Linked DNA regions of Mus musculus: region 1 is linked to region 2. A link is a contact called in public Micro-C data. All regions are on one chromosome and are shown on one strand. The core of a region is the stretch at or near the end of the contact, and the rest is flanking DNA. Distances in the headings are between cores, read along the strand shown.

The links. Hi-C and Micro-C count contacts between places; a contact is called where the count stands out from the background.
Region 1: a Micro-C map of embryonic stem cells shows a contact between it and region 2, with 10 times the contacts expected there. The contact joins the promoter of Lhx1os here to the promoter of Tmem132e in region 2. A contact is called at or near these places in 1 of 39 promoter capture datasets (embryonic stem cells), 4 of 484 Hi-C or Micro-C datasets (all in embryonic stem cells) and 1 of 115 datasets of contacts at active chromatin or transcription factors (embryonic stem cells).

The regions. Positions count from the first base shown.
Region 1 is chr11:84,524,184-84,528,310 of GRCm38.p6, reverse strand. Lhx1os (LIM homeobox 1, opposite strand) reads right to left here and starts at 2,651. Exons shown (of 4, transcript NR_038057.1): 1 at 2,563-2,651. Lhx1 (LIM homeobox protein 1) reads left to right here and starts at 2,777. Exons shown (of 5, transcript NM_008498.3): 1 at 2,777-4,127.
Region 2 is chr11:82,387,203-82,391,218 of GRCm38.p6, reverse strand. It overlaps Tmem132e (transmembrane protein 132E), which reads right to left and starts at 2,319. Exons shown (of 9, transcript NM_001304439.1): 1 at 2,106-2,319. The coding sequence starts at 2,172. Gm38577 (a long non-coding RNA gene) reads left to right here and starts at 3,779. Exons shown (of 3, transcript XR_880073.3): 1 at 3,779-4,016.

The sequences.
Region 1 (4,127 bases), core at 1,402-3,901, 2.1 Mb before region 2:
GAAAATGGGTGTACTTGAGATGGTGGACTGCTCAGAGGTCTAGGTGAGGAGGGGAGGTTGGGGGATCGTCTTCAGAGGTCATACACACGAAGAGCAGAGCTCGGTGGAATCGGAGATGACAGATTTAGAAAGCTGGGTCAGTTTTCTCTCCTTGTCTCTACTACTGATTACATTTCAAAATAAGAGCTCAGTGGAACCGGTGGAATGGAGGACGTTAATTGTGTGTTCTGTCACTGTGAAAAAATTAAATCTAGATTTTAAACATAGAATCAAGGAATCAAGAGACACATCTTGCATTGTGCTCTCTCTCTCTCTCTCTCTCTCTCTCTCTCTCTCTCTCACACACACACACACACACACACAAACCCCATAGGCCAGAATTGACTCTGGGGCCCATTTTCTTCACCATCAGGACACGGAGACCAGCTGAATACTATGCCCTAAAACCAGCATCCTGTCTTCACCCCAACTCCAGGTCTCTAAAAGATGCCCTCTCTCCCATAAGTGGGTCTCAAAGTCATCGCACCCTAAATTACTTAAACAATCTCCCCTCCACTACCAAAGGAAGATGCCAATCGGAAAAGTCGGGCAATAGAGTACAGTGTGACCCTACAGGTTCTTAGGACAGCAATTTCCTAGTCCCCCCTTCCCGGACCCCTCTGCTTTACAGGTGAAGTAACCCAGCAGCGCGGGGTGTGAGCCGCTGGCGACCTGGGCGACTCACAGATTTCCTAGAGGGGCTGGTGAGTCCAGAGAGATAGCAGCTAGTTCTGGAACAGCTGGAAATGGAGAGCAAAGGGACCAACGGCCCCTTCTTTTTGGCAGCCGCTTGGGTGTCTTCGGGATAACAGGATCTCGCGCTCCTCACTTGGCTCTTCCTGGGGTGTCTGAATTCTGGGTATTAATCGACTTGTTCTAGGAAGTGTTGGGCTCGCAGGAAAATCGCCGGCGCTCAGTCCAAACCTGCCCTTTAGGTGGGAAGGTCGCCTTCTTACCCTGATCAGCCCTGAGTCTAAGCCTAGGAAGGACCAGGAGAGGGATTTATGCTTGAGAACTATTGGCTGCACTACTTTGGTCCACAGCCGCTCCATGGGAATGGGTATGTGGACAGGGGTACCGAGAATGCTTTAGAGGTCCCGCACTCAGAGGTCGGGGGTGGGGTGGGAGCAAATCTCTAAGAAGGCGTGTGAAGCAGGCCGTGGCGGGTTGGATTTACAAAGCAAAGATCATGCGGGTGGGAAGGCCAGAGCTGCTGATGAGTTTCGGGGTTGCCAGGTGGTGCAAGAGAGAGAAAAGGGGTCATTGGCACAGCCCTATAAAAACCCAACAACCTCATCAAACAAAAGCTAGATTCGTAACAGCTTCTTCTCTCTTCGCTGGAAAAGGGTATTGTGTTAGTGGATGCGGATTCACTGCCAGTCCAACCGCGTTTCTGCACACTTTTCTCCTAATTTAGCCCTGTAGAAGATCTGCTAGGCTCATAGATGAAATAACTCTAAAGACAGATTCTGAAATTCCATCTAGATTTGGCTGCAGGGTCCTTCCAAGTTTGATCAAATGGGCTTTCCTAGCACCTCCCCCAAATAAGAGCAGAAGTGGCACCACTTTGAGATGTTTGGGTTAAGCTTGGGGGAGGGGGGGCTGCTATGCTTAACTTGAGTGCTCCTGGGAACTAGAATACTCTTTAAAGCTCAAGCCTTCAGGACCCGCATCGATTTCCACACTTAGGCAGATTCGTCGCCGTCCCCCAAAGAAGGTGGCCAGGAATTTACAACGTGGACAGAATTGGGAAAGTGTAACATTCCTAAGGAATAAACTCTGGTAGGTCGGTTGACGTCCGAAGAAAGGAACTTGTTCGAAGCCTGGAAAAGGGACGACCGGAATGGGAGCCAGGCATATTCGGTCAGTGCGCCACAAGCCTCCCTCCCCTGCTGCTACGGTGCAGTCCCCCGCTGCTACCACCTCCCCCCAGCTGCGGGAGCCCCGCCGTTTCCCACCTAGTCATTTGTTTTTGTTTGTAAAAGGTGTCTCCGGATCACAATTTTCTCACAACTTCTTGCCAGAGTTGGAGCTCCTCACCCGAAGCGCTTCCCCACCCACTCTTTCTCCCACCCTGGCGCCGGGCCTCCGGTTTCTCCCGCCCCCATCAGGAAATCGCCCGAATCAACTTTGCAAGTGAGCGCAGCGGGAGATCGACACTCGTGTCTCCCAGACTCCCTGCCGGGTGGACTTTGGATGGACAGGGGGAGGAGGCACCGAAACAGACAGAAGGCGAGATTACGCTGCCAAGCGCCCCCTACCTCTCCTTAGACTCGAGCTACGCCGGGGGCAATTTCCAGGCCAAACGAACAAGGGGCGGGCTATCAACACCTAGTGATTTGCAAAACCAGTGTACTAGGACCTCCCAAGCTTCCAGATCTCGCTGCAATCTAATCCCAACAAGTCTTTTTAAATATATAGGTTTGCTTTTACCCCCACCCAGAACTCTGACTTCCTCCGCGCCTCCTTTCCGCGCTTCCTCCCGCCTACTGTCAATCCTTGATGCCGAAACGGACGTCTTACCAAACCTGGAAGGGGCCAGGACATCTCGCTGCTAGTCGCCGGCACCGCGCGGGCCCGCCGCCACTGATCCTCTAAACGCGGTCTCCCCGCATTCTCCCCGGCCGGGGGGGACGCAGAATGGTTTACAGAAGGACCGCGAGGCGCTGATTGGTCACAGACTGCCGTGACGTCGGCGGGCGCTGCATTAAGGCGAGGGGGCTTCCAGGGCTCAGCCAACAGCCAGGAGCAGTGACCGAGCCGCTGGAGCTGGGGAGAGACGCGCGGAAGACTGGGCCAGGAGACTAGGGACCGAGGGACGCGCGCCTGGGGAGAGCCAACAAGGAACCCGCGGGCCGGACAGCGACACCGGCAATCCGCGCCAAACTGTTCCAGCCGCTGGCCTTCTATAGCCGCAGCCCCAGGACATTCTAAAGCTCTCCAAGACGCCCCCTCCCCTGGCTTCTCGCGTTGACCAAGGAAAAGAAAAAGGGAGGGAAAAAGAAAGGAAGGAGACTAGAAAGAAAACCCAGATTTGCCACCGCACAAAAAGAGAGGTGGGGGGGACAAGGAAAAAAAAAAAAGTCGAGCGACTGTGGGGCCGGAACACAGGCAGCGGGATCGTGGGCCGAGCGATGCAAGGCTGCGCGCCCAAGCGGCCGCGAGTTGTGACTGAAGCCAGGATGCTCGTCCAGGCGCAGTGAAGAGCCAGACCGTGTTGCCTCCCCAGGAGTCCAAGCGCAGGGAGGGCCGCTCGGAGGACGCGGCAGACTGCCTGGCAGGCCACCGGCCGAGGTGACAGGGCTGGGGCGGTGGGGAGCGAGCGAGTGCGCCCGGCTGCGTCCGCCCGAAGCGGACGGTCCCTTTCCATTTTTGACTGGCACAAAAAAGAAAACTCTCCAAAGGGGTGGGGGCTACCTAAGCAACAACTACAATCAACAAAATATCCTACCCAACCCGCCATCTCCCCCACACCTCGGTCTGCCCCCGCCCCCTCCCCAGGCCCAGCGCGGGCGCCCAGAGCGTCCCAACTCACTGCAAGAAACCGGCAATGTAGGATCCAAAGCTTTCTACTCCCGTGTTCTTTTCTTTCCGTGTTTTTTTTAAAGGGGAAAACCCGGTGGTGGGCAGTCTGACACGCACACAACCTGCCTTCATACTCTGACAAAAGCAGATGCACTTTGACTTCTGACAGCTCTACCTCAAGCTGGAGAGAACCCAGCTTTCCCGAATCCTGAGCTCTTGGCGTCTTCCTTTTCGTCTGTTTCCATTTTATTTATTTACGTCCCGCCGCCTCTCACGGTGACCTTCACTCCTTCGCGGGCTTTGAGCAGAAGAGCCGCTTTCTAGCCCGCTTGAGACTGATTTTCCTCGCCCGGTGAGCTGAGGTGGCGCTGCTCCATCCCGTTGCCCCGGGACTCCGGGGCTGCCCTCTACCAGCCTGGTCTCTCCCCCTTTTGATTTGCTAGTACGGGTTTTTTGCTTGCCCAACTAGAGAGGGTTTCTTCTTTTTGGAGGAGCTGGTTGTCTTCAGAAGTCATCCCCTCGACTCTAATTGCCCTGTCGCTCCGGGCCTCACCGGACCAAAC
Region 2 (4,016 bases), core at 1,070-3,569:
GGATGAGGGCCTGAGGCTCAGGTTTGATTTGTTTTTACGAGATGTATTTCTCTCATTTTGCTCTCGCTTGTTGTGGGATGAGAGTAGAACTGGGGCTATGGCTTGACAAAGGGACTTTAGATCTCAGAGAAGGACTTAGAAAGGGAGCTAGGAGTGGGGACAAAGTGGTACTGCCTCCACTATCCTTCCTTCCGCAAGTCGGTACCTCTGTCTTGAGCATGCCTGCACGGTGCTAGCATTGTGTGTGTGGACAGGTTATGGATGACCGTCCCTGCTCAGTGCTCTGGGACACCCTAGGCCCAGGGACAGCCGGGAGCCCTAGATAAAAGGCTCACAGCTGGCAAGACGCTCCAGAAGGCCTGCCTAGGGCAAAGACTTGGGAAGCAGACAGTTCTGGCAGGTCAGGAAGAACAGATCTGTGGCTGGGCCTGAGAGTATGCTAGTGAGTAGCTGGGACCTAGGGACAGCAACTGAGCTACCCAAGGGCCAAAATGACCTGGGAATGGAGCTCCAACAAGGGCAAGAGCCATGCTTAGACAAGAAGCCTGCTAGGCTGAGCTTTAGGACTCCACCAGCCCCACACAGCTGTCTTACCCTTACCCACTGTCAACCATCCTGGGGGGGGGGGCGGGATGAAGATTTCTCTCTGGCTGCATCCCTAGTCACAACTCCATACCTTATTCCTGCTGGTCAATGCCTGCTCATTGCTCCCGTGAAGAATCAAGAGAAAAGCAATCCCCAGGGAATCCAACCAAAGGCAAAACAGCTTACTCCACAGCAGGAGAAACCCAGACACCCAGAGGAGCTTCAGCTTGTTCCCTTCTGCCTCCTAGCTCTTGGGCCCTATGATTCCTTGAGACCACTTTCTCTTTACTCTTTCAACCTTGAAAATACACCCTACTCGGGGCGAGGGGCGCGGAGGGGGGTTCGTTGCGGAGCAAAAACGAATTAAGAGACCGTGGGGAGGTTCACAGCACACTCAAATCAGGCTGCCAGGGACTGCACAGATTCGGGCAAAAGCTGACCACTACAAACGGACGGTTCTCTCAAACATCCAGATGGCTCGCTCCACTAAGGCCTTCTCCAATTCTGTCCTTGGCTCACCCTCTCGGGAGTGGGGCATCAGAGTCTTATATCCCTAGCTAGTCCTTTGCTGGTTGGGGAATTGTCCCGGGTCAGCTGGTTTCACTTGGGCGCAGCAGAGGGCCGCTTCCCCGCCGCCCCTGCCCCCTTGCTTCCACAGCTCCCTTTCTCTCGTTTAGGTTTGCGCCCCTCTCCTCCTGGAGCATCTCCAGCTTGCGGAAGCCCGCCGCAGCGCCCTCCTGGCTCATCTTGAGTTCCCACTCTGGGTGGGGGAGGTTGTCCTACTACCCCCTGCCTCCAACCTTCATATCCCCCATCTCACTGCTGGGGCGCACCATCCCCGGGTTCCTCCCTCCGTCACCCCTTTCCGGCAGAGCCCAGAGCCCAGGGCGAGCCTGGGGAGCAGACGCAACAGATTGCAGAACGCTGGAGCGCGGCCCCGCTGCCTTCGCGCGCCGCCAGTCTCCCGGCCCGCGCCCGCTGCCCAGACCCCCGCCCGACTTGCTCTGCGAGCCGGCCGGCCATTGAGATGCTGCTCACAAGCCTCCCGGGCCCCAACCGTGCGCGTCCCTGTCCTAGGCCCGCCGCAGGAAGCCAGACAGCCGGCGGCACGGCCCGCACCCGCCTGCGCGCCGGGCCCGGAAGCCGCGATCTCGCCGGTCCCAGTGGTCCCCAGCCCCTCGCGCTGCATGGGGAGCTGCGGCCGGGTACCCGAGACTCGACCTAGCTGATCTCTCGCACCCCTCTAGATATCCGTGAGCTGACACGCCCCCAGGGTCTCGGGTTTTTCCCTGAATTCTAACTCTGAGACCGAGGAATCTACCCCCCCCCCGCCCCAATCTCCCCTGGACCGACCTCGGTCCCCTCAGCGGACTCCCGCTGCAGCCGGGAACCGTGCTGGTAGCGACGGCGGAGAGTCCAGGGGAACACTGGGATGAGGTGCTCCTTCCTTCGGTTCTCTCTGCGCCCCCTCCAGGGGCGCCCGCCGCATCTTCACCCCGAGTCTGCGCCGCGACACTTACCGTGGGCGAGCAGCACAGAGAGGCAGAGTAGGGCGGCGCCGCGGCGGCCCGACATCCCTGGGGCCATGGCCGAAGCGGGGGCAGGAGGGGTCCGAGGGTGTAGAGATCCACGGCGAATTGGTCTCAGGCTGGGCTCGGTCGCCTCCAACTCACTGGCGCCCAGCTGTGTCTGTTGAGGCTTCGGGGGCCAGAAAGCGCAATTCGGGGACACTTTGAGGGGAGGGGCGTCCCGGGCACCACCGGCTACACCCTCGGAGCCGGCGGGGGCGCAGCTCGGGGCGGGAGGAGTCTCCACCTCCCCGGGCTGGTGCCCCCTGCAGGATCTGCGAGGAGAGGGGGGAGCCGCACGTGCGGTCCCAGGGCCCGGTGGCCACCAACGTCCCGGTGGCTGCCGAGGGCCGCGTGCCGAAGCCCCTGGCCTCGCCGCGCCGCTCAGATCCGTACTCGCTCGTAGGTACAGAACCCCAACGCGAACTCGAATCGCCTCGGTTTCGGTGGTAACCCCACATGCACAGCGCGGCTTTCTTCCTCTCCCAAGCGCCCTGCAGCAGTAGGGAAAATCCCAGGTCGGGAGGAAACGGATGATTTCTTTCGCAAAGAGAGAAAATCCAGGCAACTTTAATCCATCCGGGGAAGGAAAAGTTTCCTTGCAGGGATGAGACAGGCGACGCGGGTCGCCACCACCCTAGGCGACGCCCAGACGAAACGTCTGAGGTGGGGGACCAGATGTTTGTCCCTTCGCAGTGCTCGGTCTTGGACTCCAGCACTCTCTCCAGTCTCGACCGGGGTCTGCGCTAGCACAGGCCAACTCGGCGCCGCCTGGCCAGGCTGGGGTTCGGTGGCTGGAGCAAGGGTGGAGCTCTAGGCACTCGCTGCCCCATGGAGATGAAGCTAGGAGAAGCGAAGGAGCGGAAGCGCCAGCTAAGGCGCCCCAGCTCGAGCCGTTTCTTCCCAGAGCGTCTCCTCCAGTATCCAGCCCGTAAGCGTTGTAGGATGAGAGATGGGGTGGTCAGCCCTCGGCAGCACCGGCTACCCTTTTCTTTCCTCTCCGGTAGGGTGTCGCTGTCTCAGCACAGGGGTACCTTGCCCCGCCTCACACCTCTCCTCGCTTTCCCGGGGGAACCTACACAAACCTTGAACTTTTCCGAGGTTCACAGTCTCCGATCCCTCGTCCTACCCATCACCCCCGCCTTGCCCCTGGACACCCGCTCGCCCGTTGCCTCGGTGCGGCAGGGCACAGGCTGTCGCTCTTTCGGAGTCAGTCTGGGCGAGTAGATCGCCGCTCCAGTCCCAGCTACGGGTGGCAAGAAGCGGGAGCGCGGCCAGTGGGCTAAGGCAACCGCACCTGCGCAGCCCCTGGCCGGAGAGGCAGCAGCGGGTACCTAGGCGGCCTAGAAAAGATAGAGATGCCGATAGGGGTCCAGCTCTCCTTGGACGTGGGGTTGGGGAAGAAGAAGAATCAAGGACCAGAGGAAAAAAAAAAGAGGCGGGGGAGCCACAGTTGACCGAAGCAGTCGCTGCCACCTCCACGGCGCTCCTCGGTAAATGGTTGAAGAAAGACACACACACACACTGATGCTCGCTGCCCTCCTCCTCGGTCCGGCATCCAGCGCCCACCAGGACCGTAGCGGGCGGGCGCCCAGCTTGGCGCGCTCGCTCCCTTTTCCTCCCTCCCCTCCCAGATTCCCCGTGATCACGTGGCCCCGGAGCGCGCAGCCCACGGCTCGCGCGCCACGGAGACTTCCCCCTCCCCCGGCTCCCCTGTCTGTCCACGTGTCCATTCCGCATTCCCAGCCTGGGGGCGCGCGCGGCTCCTTAATGAGAGCCGGCCCAGGGCTGGCCTCGCCGTTCAGTTCTACTCCGCTTTACATTTAATTTTTTTCCCCCTCTGAGATTAAGGTTGGTGCGATC